Regions from separate parts of the Mus musculus genome. Here regions 2, 3, 4 and 5 are each linked to region 1. A link is a contact called in public Hi-C and HiChIP or PLAC-seq data. All regions are on one chromosome and are shown on one strand. The core of a region is the stretch at or near the end of the contact, and the rest is flanking DNA. Distances in the headings are between cores, read along the strand shown. Region 1 holds the start of Syngr2 (synaptogyrin 2). Region 2 overlaps Septin9 (septin 9). Region 3 overlaps Septin9 (septin 9). Region 4 has its middle 37 kb from the start of Gm51932. Region 5 has its middle 14 kb from the start of Gm11734.

Region 1 (2,703 bases), core at 138-2,637:
CAGCTGCCCTATTTCCCTCCAAGACTCCCCCTAAAGCAAGAGACTCCCCAGTCAGCCAGCCTTCTCCCTACAAGGACTTCCGGCTTCTTTGGCACGTCGGCCCCTCCCCTCCAGAGAACTACTAGTCTCCACCCCCACAACGGTTCCCCTCAGAGCAAGGTTCTTGGGGTGGTCAGATCCACAGCCAGACTCAGATCCCGCAGGAGCCAGGACAGAGGTGGGAAAGTCACCAGCAGAGACTGGCCAAAGTTTGGAAAGCAGCTCCTTTGGAATCGTCCTAGTCATTTCGCTTCCTCCCCACACCCTAAGGCCACCGCCAAGCCCACGTCAAGGCGGCAGATGCAACTGAGTCTGTGGGCACCTGGCTGCCTCCAGACTTGCAGGACCAGAGCGATCCTGCGGGGACGCTCTCAATAGGATTGTGGAACTGGCAGTCACAAGCCCCGCCCCCAGCTGTGGATGAAGCCGGAACTCCAGGACTGGGCGCGGAGTATGGGTCAGGGCTCCTGGCACTGCCATCCTGACTGACAGGGTACAACCCAGGACGGAGTCACTAGATTCCACCGCTAGGCTGGGAGATTCCGGGGAGCCAGGGCACCTCCAAGGCTCCAGGCCCAGACCCCCTGGGCGCAGTGGGGCCACCCTCAATCTGGCAGCTAAAGTCTCAGTTTTCAGTGTTTTCATCCCAAGGTATGGAAAGCTGCCCCCGCACGCCTGGTACAAGGGGGCTCGCCCCGCTTCTGGGAAGGGAGTGCATTTGGTGGGAAAGCAGACCTGTTGCTAGCCTCTGAGAGGGAAGGAAACTCTCCTTCAGAGTGCCAGGCCAATCCCCCTCCTCGCACCCCACGTGGCTGCAGAAAGTCCCTTCCAGGTGAATTCCCTAGGCTGGGAGCCGCGGCGTGCCGGCCACCTGCTGTGCCGTGCCCCTCTCCGGTCCCTCCCAATGCCAACAAGGCGACAGGCCTGCCTCCCCGGAGAACTTCGGGGACGTCCCGCACCAGAGCGGCCTGGACCAGTGGTCCAGGGTGCGGCGGGGCCCGGCCCGGAGTTGGGGAGACAAGGTCCGGAGTGGAACAGGCGACAAAACCCACGGGCTGGAGGGGACAGAGACGCGGAGGGGCACGGGGCCCCGCGCTCTCCGAAAGGCCCAGGACGCGCAGCCGCCGCCACCTGTCGCGCTCTGCGGCCCGCGGCCCCACGGGCCCTGGTAGCCAGGACGCCCGGCTCCGGGTCCTCGCTGGTGGACTCACCATGCTCACGAGGCGCGTCACCACCTGAGGCTGAGACAGGAAGCGCCGCAGGTCGAAGGAGCCGCCCGCGTTGGCCGCGCCATAGGCCCCGCTCTCCATGTCGCTTTCGCCACCGAGCCGCGGATGGCCGGGAACTAGCCGGATTGCCCCGCCCCGCCCACGGGGGCGGGTCCGGCCGCCGACAGGGCGGGGCCAACCGCCGGGAAGTAGCCCCTCCAAACTCGTGGAAGTTGGCAGCAAAACTTGGAGCTCGCAGGAGGCGCCAGGGTGCGGAAGGGGGAGGAAAAGCTCACCCCTGGGAAATATGTCCTACTGAGTTCATCCAGAAAGGATCAAAGAGTCCCCAAGAAGAGACATCCTAGGCGGCTCCCACTTTACTCTTACTTACACAGTGCCCTGGTGAAGGTCCTCTCCCATAAGCCCTCCAGACACCCAAATCCCACCAATCCAGAATCCAGGCTCGTAAATACCTGGATGTCACTTCACCATTCTGCTCCAGACCAAAGGACTGGGGCATAAGCTCTTGCCTAGCACATCAGAGGCCCCCAGTTCCAACCTCTGGACTACTGTAGTAATTAATAACTATGGCCCCCACAGTTCTGGCTACTCTTTGCTCTGGAGCTAAGCCTGAAAGCCAAAGGGCTCTGAAGGGCAGATTTCTAGACATCGTGATCACATGCTGCAAAGTACCTGGTGGCTGTTGTCTCAGGAAGAGAAAGAGGGCAGGAGAATAAGGAGTTCAAGACAACCCTGAGCTATCTGAGATCTAGTCTCAAGTACACACATACTGAGGATTGTAATTTTAAAAATTAAAACAAATGAGATCACTAGGTCATAGACTCCAGCTCCCCCTGTCCCCCAATAACATTTAGAAAGGGAACCTGATGCTTAATCGGAAGGGGTCGTGTGTCAACCCAGGGCTTCACCTTGGCCGCCAAGAGGCCTCCAGATATCCTTCTGTTGACAACACAAATTTGTTCCCAAGGAGACCATGGCTGTTGAGGGGTGTAGAGGGCTGAGAAGTGACACAGAATGGAGTCATGACAAGATGGCTTTACCACAGTCACTTCAATGGATAATGAATAATGAGACAGACTCACCTCAGTAATGAGGGGGGCTGGACAATAAGGAAACTGAGGCAGAAGCCTGCCCCACCAGAAGGGTCACCACTCGGGAGAAGACAGGAGTAGGCACAAGAGAGACTGGGCCTTCTAACAGTCTATCTGCGTCTATTTGCACCCTCCCCACACTAACAGAGCCTGTGACAAGCCGCTGGTAGGTGAGCCCAGGGCTACCTCCTAAAATCTGTTCATACACGCCATGAGTGTTTGATGAAGGAGAACTGGCTGTCAGGACTTTCCTACAAAGCCTCCCTTTCTCTCTCTCTCTCTCTCTCTCTCTCTTTCTCTCTCTCTCTCTCTCTCTCTCTCTCTCTCTCTCTCTCTCTCTCTCT
Region 2 (2,703 bases), core at 84-2,583, 490 kb after region 1:
CCTTCGTCAGCATCCTGCTCCCAATGTGACCTCTGACCTGGGGCGTGGCCATGGCCAATGCTTGCTTTCTCAGGCGCCTGGCTGCCCCACAGGCAAGATGTGTCAGTCCACAGGTGTGCAGGAGAATATTCCTGGGGGACAGTGAGGCTCTCTGGTAAGTGAGGTGGCTCAGTAGGTATGGTGCTTGCTACAGCAGCCTGCTGACCTGAGTTCAATCCCTGGAACCTACATAAAGGTGGAGAGAGAAATGACTCTACAAAATTGTCCTCTGGGCTTGGGGACAAAAATTAAAAAAGAAAAAATGTCCTCTGACCTCCATGTGTGCATCATGATGTACACAGACACACAAATAATAATAATAATAATAATAATAAATCAATAAAGTATTTTAAAAGGAGTCCTCCATGCTAGAGATGGCACAGCCCAGCACCAGCCACTCGAGCTGAGGACCCAAGTTTAGTTCCCAGCACCCCTGTGGTGGCTCACAGTTCCAGGAGGGGTCTGATGCCCTCTCTTGGCCCCTGTGGGCATTAGGTATGCACGTGGTGTCCAATACACATGAAATTTTAAACAAAATATATCTTTTTGGAAAAAAAAACTCACAAACATTCTCCACTCTGGATGTGTGAGTCATTCCAGGCTTTCCTGGGGTGGTACCTGGCCTGCTAGTAGTGTGACTGCTGACCTATGGAGGTCCCTCATTAGAACCATTGTGAAGCCCCACCCCTCACAGGCAGGGAGGCCTTGGGTCCCATCTGAGAGGGAGAACAGTCAGTTTCGTGCATGCGTGCAAGCCAGCCCCTCCCAGCCTGCTCACTCACCCCCACAGAGGTCTGGGTGGGGCAGTGCTGTGCTCTGCCCCAGGCTCAGGGCTACTACAGAGGTCTCACTTCTCTCTGCCTCTGGCGCTCCAACCACTTCTGCATCAGGCCTTGCTGGGGCTTGGTGACTGAGGTGTGGCCAAGGAGCTCTGAATTACAACAGGAACCATTTGTATGAGTGAGGCACCAAGGCTAAGCTGTGTGACCTCTGGAAAGCTACTTTGCCACTCTGGTCCTATTCCTACAGGTGGTTTTACACGACCTATGTGTGCCTGAGCCTCATCTACGGTGCTTTAGCCCTGTAGCCTATCTTCAATCAGCACAGACAATCAGCTTCTAGGCCCTCCACCCCCACTTCCTCCGGCCTCATAACACTCGGGCTTTCTCTTTCTCCTCACAGTGCCTTGCTGTGTAACTCTGGCCAGCCTGGGACCGGGCTATGTCATCCAGGCCTCCCAAGTGCTCAAACAGCAGGTGTAGTCATGTCACGCAGCCGGGACACTCTTCAGCTCTGCCCCACACAGTGGGCCCCGCCTTCTGCACTTAGCCCCAGTGCTGCTTTCAGTTACTCCCAAGGCAGAGGAACTGATGCTCACCGCCCTCTGTCCTCCGTCCTCCGCCCGGCCTCCACCCAAGAGGCCACTATAGCTCAACAGGCTGTAGGTGGCAGGGGCCAAAGAGGCCAGGCCACACCCCTTCAGGGAAGAGACTCCATCAGTGGAGACAGCTGCTCTAAGCGCAGGAAAAGGAAAGGGGTGGGGGAACTTGGGGGTGGGGGAAACGACCTTCCCCTCCCCCATTCTAGACCTCTACTCCAGGAGGTCCCACCCCCACCCCACCTCAGGGGATTCAGTCTTCTGCCAAACCCAGTAATGAATCCCACATTGCTGGGTCCCCCTCCGCCCTCTGACTGAGCTCTGAACAGCTGGCCCACAGAAGGTACTGAAGCTGAGAGTGGAGAGGAGCCTGCAGAGTCCCACATCCCACCCACCCCTTCCTCTGCAGATAAGGCCCCTCTGTTCCGGCTCTGGCCTGGGAAAGCTCTGTGTATGAGTGTCTCTCTCTCTCTCTCTCTCTCTCTCTCTCTCTCTCTCTCTGTGTGTGTGTGTGTGTGTGTGTGTGTGTGTGTGTGTGTTCGTTAACCCTTTCGTGCAAGGCACATCCTCAAGGCTTCCTGTCCCCAGCAAAGGTGCACGCCACCACAGCAGAGAAAGCTAGGAAACCAATCATCAATAACACACCTCCCACACCACTAAGCCAGTGACAGAGCTTAGGGAAGAGGCCCAAATTTAAACTATCAGTTTGCCTTAGCCAACAGCCGTGAGACCTCTCTGTGCCTTCATCCCTTCTCTGTGAAACACTAATAATGGCAAAGACCCAATAGGACAGGGCCGATGGATTCAAGGAGGTGCTTACTGTAGGTAAAGGGCCCTTAAACACATTGGGACCACAAAGCTCTAATGCCTATCAGCCACATGAATCCGACAGACCTCAGCTCAGCTCAGCAGCTCAGAAGAGCTGGCTCGGTTGGTGCCCGGAACTGTCTGGCAGCCAAAGGTAAGGTCCCCGCTTCCTCTGAGCTCTGCCTGTTCTAGAAGCAGCCACAGCTGGAGTCTAGTCTTAGTTCCAAGAGGTGACCTTTCTGAGTCAGAGACCACAGGGACCCCTGGGGCTACCAGTGTCCGGATATGAGGATATAGCACCATGACTCTCTGACCTCCTCAAACCCACGCTTCTCTCCCCTGCTTCAGTTCTAGTCATGGTGCCCAGGGCATTCTGGGACCTGAGCCTTGGCCCTGTACTGTACACAGCTGCCCTCGAATTTCTGCCTCCAGTGGCCACGTGGCTCGGCCTACCAATGAGGGGAGAGTGCAGCCCAACA
Region 3 (2,703 bases), core at 138-2,637, 460 kb after region 1:
TAAAAACACTTGTTATGGAATTACTGAGGACCCGAGTTCAAATCCCCAGTACTCCTGTAAGAGCCAATGATGACTCTATGTGCCAGAGCTGGAGGCTGTGGAAACAGAGAGGCATTCCAGAAGCTGAACTGACAGACCTTCAGTGAGAGACCCTGTCACACAAAAAAAGGTGATTGACGAAGGTCAGCATATTCCTCTGGTTTCCACCTGCTTGTACATCTGCGCACACACACGTATGGACACACACACACACACACACACACACACACACACCACACAGATGATCTAGATCAGCAGCTTCTGTGGCTGGAGAGATGGACAAATGCAGGAGGGATACAGAGTCAAGGAGCATGGGACATAAGTCTGAGGAGCCCACGTTAGAGGGGTCAAGGCTCTAGCAGCTGACTCCCTGGGCGGCTCGACCCAGGTTGTCAGCACATGGGTGGGCAGAGATGTGGAAGGCTGCTTTCTGGGGAGCTGGGACTTCCCCCATCTTCTTCACCCTGCCTTCACAGTGCCCTGGCCCCTGCTGACTCACCGGAGGACCCTGCGCTCCCCATAAATGTCACAAGAGGCTCCCTGTCCTGTTCCAAAGATGGAAACTGCATATAAATGATCAAATCTTGCAAATTCATGTGCCCGGTTTCAAAAGCCGAACTTTTTAAAAGTGCACATGGCTCATCTAATTTGATAAGTAAGTCAAATCGAATTACACTTCACACTTTGTTTGGGGCAGGAAGTGTCTCCTTGGAGTCTGGTTAAAAGCATGGATGCCAGAAATCTGAGACTCCTCCTGCACCGCCCCCGGACCCCCACTTGGAAACCCAACACAAAGGCTTGGCCTTGGCTTTGGCCTCAGTAGAGAGGGATTTGCAAAGGGAGCGCTTCCCACCTCTCCCAGCTGGAGTGCCTTCCCCAGTCCAAGTTCCAAGAGGGGACTTAACACTGCCCTGATGTGGTTTCCGCAAGCTGCTCTCTGCTGGGAGATGCTTGTGACCTTGCGTCCGATAAGGGCCTGGGACGGACAGAGAAGTTTGAGACTTCATCCCATCCACTCCTCCTTTCCTTCGATGAGGGCAGGGTGGGGAGGTGTGCAGAGGCAGGGGCCCTAGGCATCCCAAAGAAGGGAGTAGGGTCCCTGCTTTGGCTGTTTGCCAAGCTTCCCTCACCCAACCTCCCCTCTATTGTAGGGAGGACTCTCAAGGAGCCCTGTACTTCTGCCAACGTGGTTTCAATTGGCCCCAATCCACAGAGGCAAACTTGGACCAAGTCCAGGGGCGCCCCACCCCCCTCGAGGAGACCCCTTCTGTTCTTCATTTACAGCTAGCAGTTTCTCACTAGGCTGGGCCTATTGAGACATCAACCTTTGCTCAGGGCAGGCTGCAACCTGCAAGCCCTTCTCATTCATTTCCTCAAAAGCCACAGCAGATTTCCAACAGCACACTAAGGCCTCTGCAGAGCCCTCCAAAGTTCTGGGTCAGGGATTTAAATACGGTTCCGGTTCCGGGGTCCACTGACCACCCTGCTTGGGCCCATCCTTGGGGTCATCTATTACATAGCAGCATCGGGGAAGGCAGCCCTGACTCTGCCCACCCCCAGGAATCTCCAACAGCAACAGCTGCACCTGAAGATCCAGCCCTACCCAGGACGCCACTGGCATGTCCTACTGCAGCAGGGGCCATCGAGGCTGCTGGGCCACAGATTCCCTTTGCTCTTGACAAATGTCTATGGAGAAAGAAGGGGGTGGGAGAGAGGCCACTCCATCACCCCACTGTGGACACTGGCCATTTATTACAAGAATTTCCTCTTATCAGGGATGTCCCCTAAGGGGGGGGAGGCGACAGAGCTGCTTCCCAATCCCTTGACCCCTGTCCTATCAGCTGCTGTCAGCTGCTGACATACACCAGAGCTTGGGGTGGGTGAAACATGGTCAAAGGTTCCCCCAACTTATGAAATCATTTGAAATAACAAAAAGTAGACACCCCGCCCTACCCCTCTACCCTCCTACCCCCTGCCGCCAGAAATCCCGTGGACAAAGGCCTGACCCCAGAGATACAGATCTTTTCTGCCTAGGTCAGCTGATACTGCCAAAGGCTTCCGGGTGCCCCATTCACTTTGTTGTGGTGGGGGTGGGGGTCAGGGCATGACATGGGACAGGACGAGACTGAAGGCAGGGTCTTAAGGGCCAGGTAGAGAGAAGCTGGTCCTGGCTGGTGCAAGAGGGCGTGACCACAGGACCTTAAGGAAGAAGAAACCTGTGACTGTATTATGGAGTCCAACAAGGACAGGCAGAAGAACTGAGATGAGCCACTCACTCTTGCAGCTACAGATCCCTGTCCTGGGGAGATCCTGAAACCCAAGAATTCTAGCCATCCACCAGGGAACACGAATCCCTCGGCACCAGTGTATGTTGAAAGATCCTCACACCATGACCTAGTTCTCTAAGGAGAAGCAACCAACCAAGTAGAGCAAATGCCTCAGGGCAGCCTATGACGCACTGTTGAAATGAATGACCAAGCAGTGTCATGTAATGCTGCCTGAACAGAGAGTAAGGATGGGTGGGCAGGCAGACTGACAAATGGACAACGGATGGATGGATAGGTGGATAGACAGATGGGTGGTTGGATGGATGGATGGATGGATGGGTGGATGGACGAATGGGTAGATGGACAGACACGGGTAGATGGACGGATAGATGGATGA
Region 4 (2,703 bases), core at 58-2,557, 440 kb after region 1:
GGAGGAGGAGGAGGAGGAGGAGGAGGAGGAGGAGGAGGAAGAGGAGGAGGGCTGAGGCGCCATTTTCTCTCCATCCAGCACAGGACTCGGAAGCTATTCTGCTCTCTCTGAAATGGCTGTGCTGAGAGCCAGCCCTGGGAGCCGGCAGAGGGCCCTGCGGATCTCCCGCACGCCTTCTGTCCACAGCTAGAGCCTCGCTCGACCTCGAGTGGAGAGTCCTCATCTGCCGAAGGCAGATTGTTCTCCTTCAAGATATTTTGCAGAAGCCACTCGAAACCCTCCTCTCCAGCTCCCCGGGGGAGGAGACGCTGCCAGTGGAACATCTGCTGAACAAAAATGGCGGTTAGAGGAGAACCGGGAGAGAGAGCCTGGAAACGAGAGAAGCTTCACGGGGATGCCCGGGCTGCTCCTAAGGGGCCTTGGACGCCGCCACATTTCAGACCAGGAGGCACGTGCACACCTCTTTGAGGATGCTTTCAACGTACTGGCTGCTTTCAGCAAATGATCACCGCACACACATGCAGGAACACACACACACACACACACACACACACACACACACACACACACCAATTCTGGTTCAGAGGCATGGAAGACTACATCGTTTAAGATTAAAGACATGCATTTCGCTTCAGTCATAAAGGCTGGTTGCATGGGAAATCCAAGGCATGCTGAGGTTGGTTACATTGCTTGCTCTCTCTCTCTCTCTCTCTCTCTCGGGGGGGGGGACTTTTCGAGACAGAGTTTCTCTGTATAGCCCTGGCTGTCCTGGAACTCACTTTGTAGACCAGGTTGGCCTCGAACTCAGAAATCCACCTGCCTCTGCCTCCCGAGTGCTGGGATTAAAGGCTAGCGCCACCACACCCAGCTACATTGCTCTCTTAAAGGCCGGTTAAACTTAAACTGGCCAAGCACACAGTAGGATAGCCGATTAAGCGCATAGTAGGACAGCCGGTTAAGTGCATGGTCTTACATGATCCCAAAGTGTATTATCAGCTTGGTGGCAGAGACTGGCAAAGGTTCAGGCTCTGAGGGTGAGAGATCTTCTCCCAAAACGATATGACTACAGTAGCCCAGGCTGACCTCCAACTCGTGAGTCCCCTCCCTTAGCGTCCCAGGACTGGATTCCAGGCCCCACCAGCCTAGTTTTCCTTTGCTCTGTTTGATCTGAGTATGAGTTGGAATTGAGACTCAGCTCCGAGGTCTGTGTTTGCTTATTAGGGGTTCTTTCATCCACATCTAAAAAGTGCCCCGCGGGTTGGATTGTTTGTTTTATGTGTTGGTGACTGGGCCACAAGATTCCCAGATATCCAGCTGAGCTTGCTTACCCTGGTGTTTCTGTGAGGCTGCCTTAGGACGGGTGCAGCAGACTGCCCTCTCTAACACAGGCAGGCTTAGGACGGGTGCAGCAGACTGCCCTCTCTAACACAGCCAGGCTTTGCCCTAGCAGCTGAAGGTCTGCATAGAACAAAAGAAAAACCTCCCACAAAGAAGAACAGATTTCAAGCAAGGCATCTGGCCTGGTAAGCAGAGGCAAGTGGATCCCTCATTCCAGGTCAGGGAGATGTCTCAGGGACCAAAAACACTTGATCCAGCATGGTCAGTAGTCACATAAGCAATGGCCCAAGCTTCTGACCTTCAGGCCAAACTCCTCCTCAGTTACCTAGCAACAGTGAAGACCATAAAAAGGGCTGTTAGGCCCCCACCTCACTCTCTTACTCCTTTGTTCCCTTACCTCTCACTTCTCTCTCCTCTTCCCTTTCTCTTTGTCTTCTCCTCTCTCTCTTTCTCTCTTTCTCTCTCTCTCTTTCTCTCTAGCCTTTCTCTCTCTCTCTCTATCTTCTCTCTTTCCCCTGAATTTCTATAATAAAGCTTTTAAACTATTGAGAGTCTCTGTTCCATCTAGATCCGCTGTGCACTCTCTTGCCAGTGTTGGGAACTCCTTCCCTATTCCCTCTCTCCTACAGCCCTGGGGCTTTAGCAAGGTAGCTTGGGATCCCCAGTCAGGAGCTGCCCCTTTTCCACCCCCTGCTGCGTGGGTCAGGCATGCTCACCCGGGACCGAATGGAAAAGTGTCCAGCAGCTCTGCCTGTGTCTGCCTGCCCAGAGCACAGGAACTCTGGCCGGATGTTAGACCCCTTTTCCTCCCCCACTTCTCCCCCCGCCCCACTGGCCCCCACCCCCTGTTTTTTGTTTCCAACAATGACCAAAGGCAATTTAAGGAGGTCTCAAACTTGGTTTATGATTCCAGAGGACAGACCATCTGCAACTTGCATGTGCTGGGGCTACAGGCATGTGCTGGGGCTGCAGGCATGTGCTGGGGCTACAGGCATGTGCCGGGGCTGCAGGCATGTGCCGGGGCTGCAGGCATGTGCTGGGGCTGCAGGCATGTGTTGTCACACTCACGGAACACTGGGAACCAAGTCAAGACTCTCAGGCACGGACTCTACCAACTGAGCCACATCCTCGACCCAAAGCTGTTTCAAATACAGTTTCTAAAAACTGGGTGCCCTCTGTAGGGCTCCTCCTCAGGCTTTGTCCCTCTTCCTCCTCCGCACCAGACTCCCATTCCCTCCTCTTACAGCTCATTCTGACAGGGTGGTTCCCTTGGCTGCCATGGTCCCGGGTGCCAGCTCGGTTGGGACCTGTGACGTCCTAGACAGCCAGCCATCCTTTTCTCACTAGACTGAAGGCCTCTGGAGA
Region 5 (2,703 bases), core at 75-2,574, 270 kb after region 1:
CTCACATTCCCACCTGCAGCACTCTCTTGAATCCTCTTCCCTCGCCCATACCAGTCCTTGTCAGCCTCGGTTCTGGCTCAGAAGGCTGTGGCAAGAGTGGCCCTTTCAAAGTTGATCTTTAACCCTTTACCTTTTATTAGTTGTATTTCTGTTTGGAAACAAGGTCTCCTTCAGCCCAGGCTAGCCTCATCACGTAGCTGAGGATGGCCTTGAACTTCCGATTCTCCTACCTTACCTCTAGGATTATAGATATGCACCACCACGGGCATCGAGACTTTTGCCTAGGTTTTGATCCAGGGTGCTGCCAAGAGGATGCTGCCAGTCATGCGGCACTGGACAGAGACAGGAAAAAGGGGTGGCTAGCAGAAGGACCTGTGTGTGTGTGTGTGTGTGTGTGTGTGTATATCCCCTCTATCCTTTGAATGAAGAGCTCTGGGGGAGCTCTCAGGGGCAGGATTGCTTGACAGAGACACAGGAGACAACATTGAAACGGTGATTTAGGCAGTCTTTGGGCATAGGGGATGCATTGGCGCTCCAAGCCCCATCTACTGTCAGCCACAGGCCTTTGCAGAGAATCCTGATTGAGCTTAGCTATGCAAAATGCATTTTTTTCTGAGGCCAAGTTGCAGACAAGCCGGCATCTCCTTCGGGTGTCCCCGTTTGGATGGGGGAGCAGGGAGGATTTTGTGGGCACAGCAATGCTGGTCTGGAAGCGGGAAATAGCTTTAGATTATCTACAAAGTGCTTCTTCCACCGTGGATAATGGAGAGGTAGCCACGCTTATTTAGAGCTACCCTCTTAGGGACAATCACTGGAAGGGGAGGGGTGGGGAGAAGGGTAGGGATGGAAATGGTGTATTACTGAGCCAGACTCAGACCGAGGAGGGGCTCAGTGGGGTCCTTAGCAGCTCCTTCTAGACATGGAGGCTGGAAGGGATCACCCCATCAGCATCAGACTCCACCCCATCAGCATCAGACTCCACCCCATCAGCATCAGACTCCACCCCATCAGCATCAGACTCCACCCCATCAGCATCAGACTCCACCTCTTTTGGTCTGCAGGAAGCCCCAGGACTCAGATCACTATTGGCCAAGACAGCATTAGCCCAAGGGCAGCCAACAATGCTTCTCTTTCTACCCCACTTTCAGCCTCATCCTTGTGAGGTGGATGAACTAGATATCCGTCATCCTCCTCCACAGACCCCAGGGCCCACCTCTGATCCAGGGTCCTGGATCAGAACTGGTTGGCCGTGCTCTCTCAGACTCTCTCAGGAAAAGTGTTCAGGGCAGGGATTGTGCTGGAGACTAGGAAACTGCTGGAAGGGCAAGGCAGAGTGCAGAGCTGGTCAGAGCTGGTGGGGATGAATCATGCTGGCTACAGGCACAAGTGCATGGAAAGTACCTGGAATTGTGCCTGCTTATGATGCTCCATCCCAGAGGCTCCTCCTCCTCCTCCTCCCCTCTTCCCCTTCCTCCCTCCCTGTCCCCTCCCCCTCCCCTCTCCGCTCCTTCCCCCTTTCCCTCTCCCTGGTCCCTCCCCTTCCTCTCCCCTCTCTTTGTCCCCTCTCCCTCCTTCTTTCCCTCTCCTTGCCCCCTCCTCTTCCCCTCCCCTCCCCCTTCCTTCCCCCTTCCTTCCCCTGGCCCTCTTCCTCCCCACTTCCTTCTTTATGATGCAGGGTCTCTAACCTAAAATTTACTCTGTAACCAAAGAGGACTTAGAACTTCTGATCCTTCTATTTGCCCCTCCTGGGTTCTGGGATTATAGGGATGAGCTACCAGGATGCTGGGGATTGAGCCCAGGGTCTCACACATAGTAGGCCAGCACTCTGGCTCCCCTGGCTCACTCAGGACAGGTTGTGGTTATTGAGAGCTAAGACCCTCTGGGTCTTCTGGGATGTCCAAGGCCACACACGAGGCCCTGGTGTCTCCAGGTTGGGGGCAGTCTTCTCTCGCTGGTCTGCACACTGGGGTTGAATCAGTCTTCCCTCCTTCCCCAAGCTGCTCAGAAGCCCTCTTCACAGCTGCCACCCACTTCATCATAGACACCCATCAATGAGCCAGCCAAGCCCATAAATTATTGTACAAACCACTCCAAACAATAACCACAATTTTACTTACTGAGCCATTAAATATACGTACTTAAATTAGACTTAACCAGACATCACGTGGGGACGTCTTGGGGCCAGGCAAACAATGAGTCTTGGGGGGAACGTGTCACCTTGTGTTTGCCCACCTCTCCCGTGAAATTAATGAGGTGCTTCAATTTAATCATTATTACCACTCTGGCTTTATTTAGCCAGTTAGCTGGGGTTGACCTGCCGTCTCAGTCAGCAGTGGCTTCCCTTTGCTGCCCTGGGCTGTCCTGACAGCCAGCTAGAGGTCAGTGGGAACTTGGATACTGAAGGGCTGCCCTGGTCCAGAGATGTGTTAATCTCATTGACAGAAGCTCTGTCTCCAGGATCCACAGAGACCCAGCTGTGGCTATTGAAGCTACCACGTGGAGGACAGAGTGCTGGCTCTTCCCAGATCCCCATGTCTGATGTGTCAATGAGCACATCTCACACACTCTTTCAGTGTCCTCCTAGTTCAGGCTGCCAACTGTCCCTTTGGTGTTAGCCATTTTACACCCTGTCTCTCTGTCTGCCAGATCAATTTGTAGAGAAGTTAAGTGTGGCTCATTCCCTATTCAGAGTCCTGTAGCTCC

The links. A called contact is a pair of places that touch in the nucleus more often than the background predicts. HiChIP or PLAC-seq counts read pairs in DNA pulled down with a chosen protein or histone mark.
Region 2: an H3K4me3 HiChIP or PLAC-seq map of neural tube shows a contact between it and region 1, with 4 times the contacts expected there. The contact joins the enhancer-like site here to the promoter of Syngr2 in region 1. A contact is called at or near these places in 1 of 484 Hi-C or Micro-C datasets (CD4 T cells), 8 of 115 datasets of contacts at active chromatin or transcription factors (double positive thymocytes, embryonic basal ganglia, embryonic forebrain and 4 more) and 4 of 9 other capture datasets (adipose tissue, embryonic stem cells, liver and 1 more).
Region 3: a contact with region 1 is called in an H3K4me3 HiChIP or PLAC-seq map of embryonic basal ganglia, with 4 times the contacts expected there. The contact joins the enhancer-like site here to the promoter of Syngr2 in region 1. A contact is called at or near these places in 16 of 39 promoter capture datasets (the 3T3-L1 cell line, the C10 cell line, the HPC-7 cell line and 10 more), 1 of 15 datasets of contacts at CTCF or cohesin (the NIH/3T3 cell line), 2 of 484 Hi-C or Micro-C datasets (cranial neural crest and stem cell-derived motor neurons), 11 of 115 datasets of contacts at active chromatin or transcription factors (bone marrow-derived dendritic cells, craniofacial prominence, embryonic basal ganglia and 8 more) and 2 of 9 other capture datasets (adipose tissue and pancreatic islet).
Region 4: a Hi-C map of ganglionic eminence shows a contact between it and region 1, with 4 times the contacts expected there. The contact joins the enhancer-like site here to the promoter of Syngr2 in region 1. A contact is called at or near these places in 22 of 39 promoter capture datasets (the 3T3-L1 cell line, 3T3-L1-derived adipocytes, the C10 cell line and 13 more), 4 of 15 datasets of contacts at CTCF or cohesin (the NIH/3T3 cell line, embryonic stem cells and large pre-B cells), 18 of 484 Hi-C or Micro-C datasets (the 3T3-L1 cell line, the C2C12 cell line, CD4 T cells and 12 more), 18 of 115 datasets of contacts at active chromatin or transcription factors (bone marrow-derived dendritic cells, craniofacial prominence, embryonic basal ganglia and 9 more) and 3 of 9 other capture datasets (adipose tissue, liver and pancreatic islet).
Region 5: a contact with region 1 is called in a FOXA1 HiChIP or PLAC-seq map of pancreatic cancer cells. The contact joins the enhancer-like site here to the promoter of Syngr2 in region 1. A contact is called at or near these places in 1 of 39 promoter capture datasets (hippocampal neurons), 3 of 484 Hi-C or Micro-C datasets (embryonic stem cells, muscle stem cells and myocytes), 2 of 115 datasets of contacts at active chromatin or transcription factors (embryonic stem cells and pancreatic cancer cells) and 1 of 9 other capture datasets (adipose tissue).

What each region holds. Positions count from the first base shown.
Region 1 is chr11:117,808,351-117,811,053 of GRCm38.p6, reverse strand. It overlaps Syngr2 (synaptogyrin 2), which reads right to left and starts at 1,387. Exons shown (of 4, transcript NM_009304.2): 1 at 1,251-1,387. The coding sequence starts at 1,349.
Region 2 is chr11:117,318,826-117,321,528 of GRCm38.p6, reverse strand. The region is part of intron 2 of Septin9 (septin 9); the gene reads right to left. Among named protein-coding and RNA genes, the nearest start is that of Gm34065, 6.8 kb to the left of the region's middle. Within about 2 kb of position 1,333, at least 196 of the 459 cell types and tissues checked have an H3K27ac peak or open chromatin away from gene starts, as enhancers often do. A contact at or near this core is called in adipose tissue, double positive thymocytes, embryonic stem cells and 2 more, where this site is marked.
Region 3 is chr11:117,343,760-117,346,462 of GRCm38.p6, reverse strand. The region is part of intron 2 of Septin9 (septin 9); the gene reads right to left. Among named protein-coding and RNA genes, the nearest start is that of Gm51932, 9.5 kb to the right of the region's middle. RefSeq lists an enhancer at 1-2,703. Within about 2 kb of position 1,387, at least 83 of the 459 cell types and tissues checked have an H3K27ac peak or open chromatin away from gene starts, as enhancers often do. A contact at or near this core is called in craniofacial prominence, embryonic basal ganglia, embryonic forebrain and 5 more, where this site is marked.
Region 4 is chr11:117,370,980-117,373,682 of GRCm38.p6, reverse strand. No RefSeq gene overlaps it. Among named protein-coding and RNA genes, the nearest start is that of Gm51932, 37 kb to the right of the region's middle. Within about 2 kb of position 1,307, at least 12 of the 459 cell types and tissues checked have an H3K27ac peak or open chromatin away from gene starts, as enhancers often do. A contact at or near this core is called in ganglionic eminence, where this site is marked.
Region 5 is chr11:117,535,437-117,538,139 of GRCm38.p6, reverse strand. No RefSeq gene overlaps it. Among named protein-coding and RNA genes, the nearest start is that of Gm11734, 14 kb to the right of the region's middle. Within about 2 kb of position 1,324, at least 109 of the 459 cell types and tissues checked have an H3K27ac peak or open chromatin away from gene starts, as enhancers often do. A contact at or near this core is called in adipose tissue, hippocampal neurons, muscle stem cells and 2 more, where this site is marked.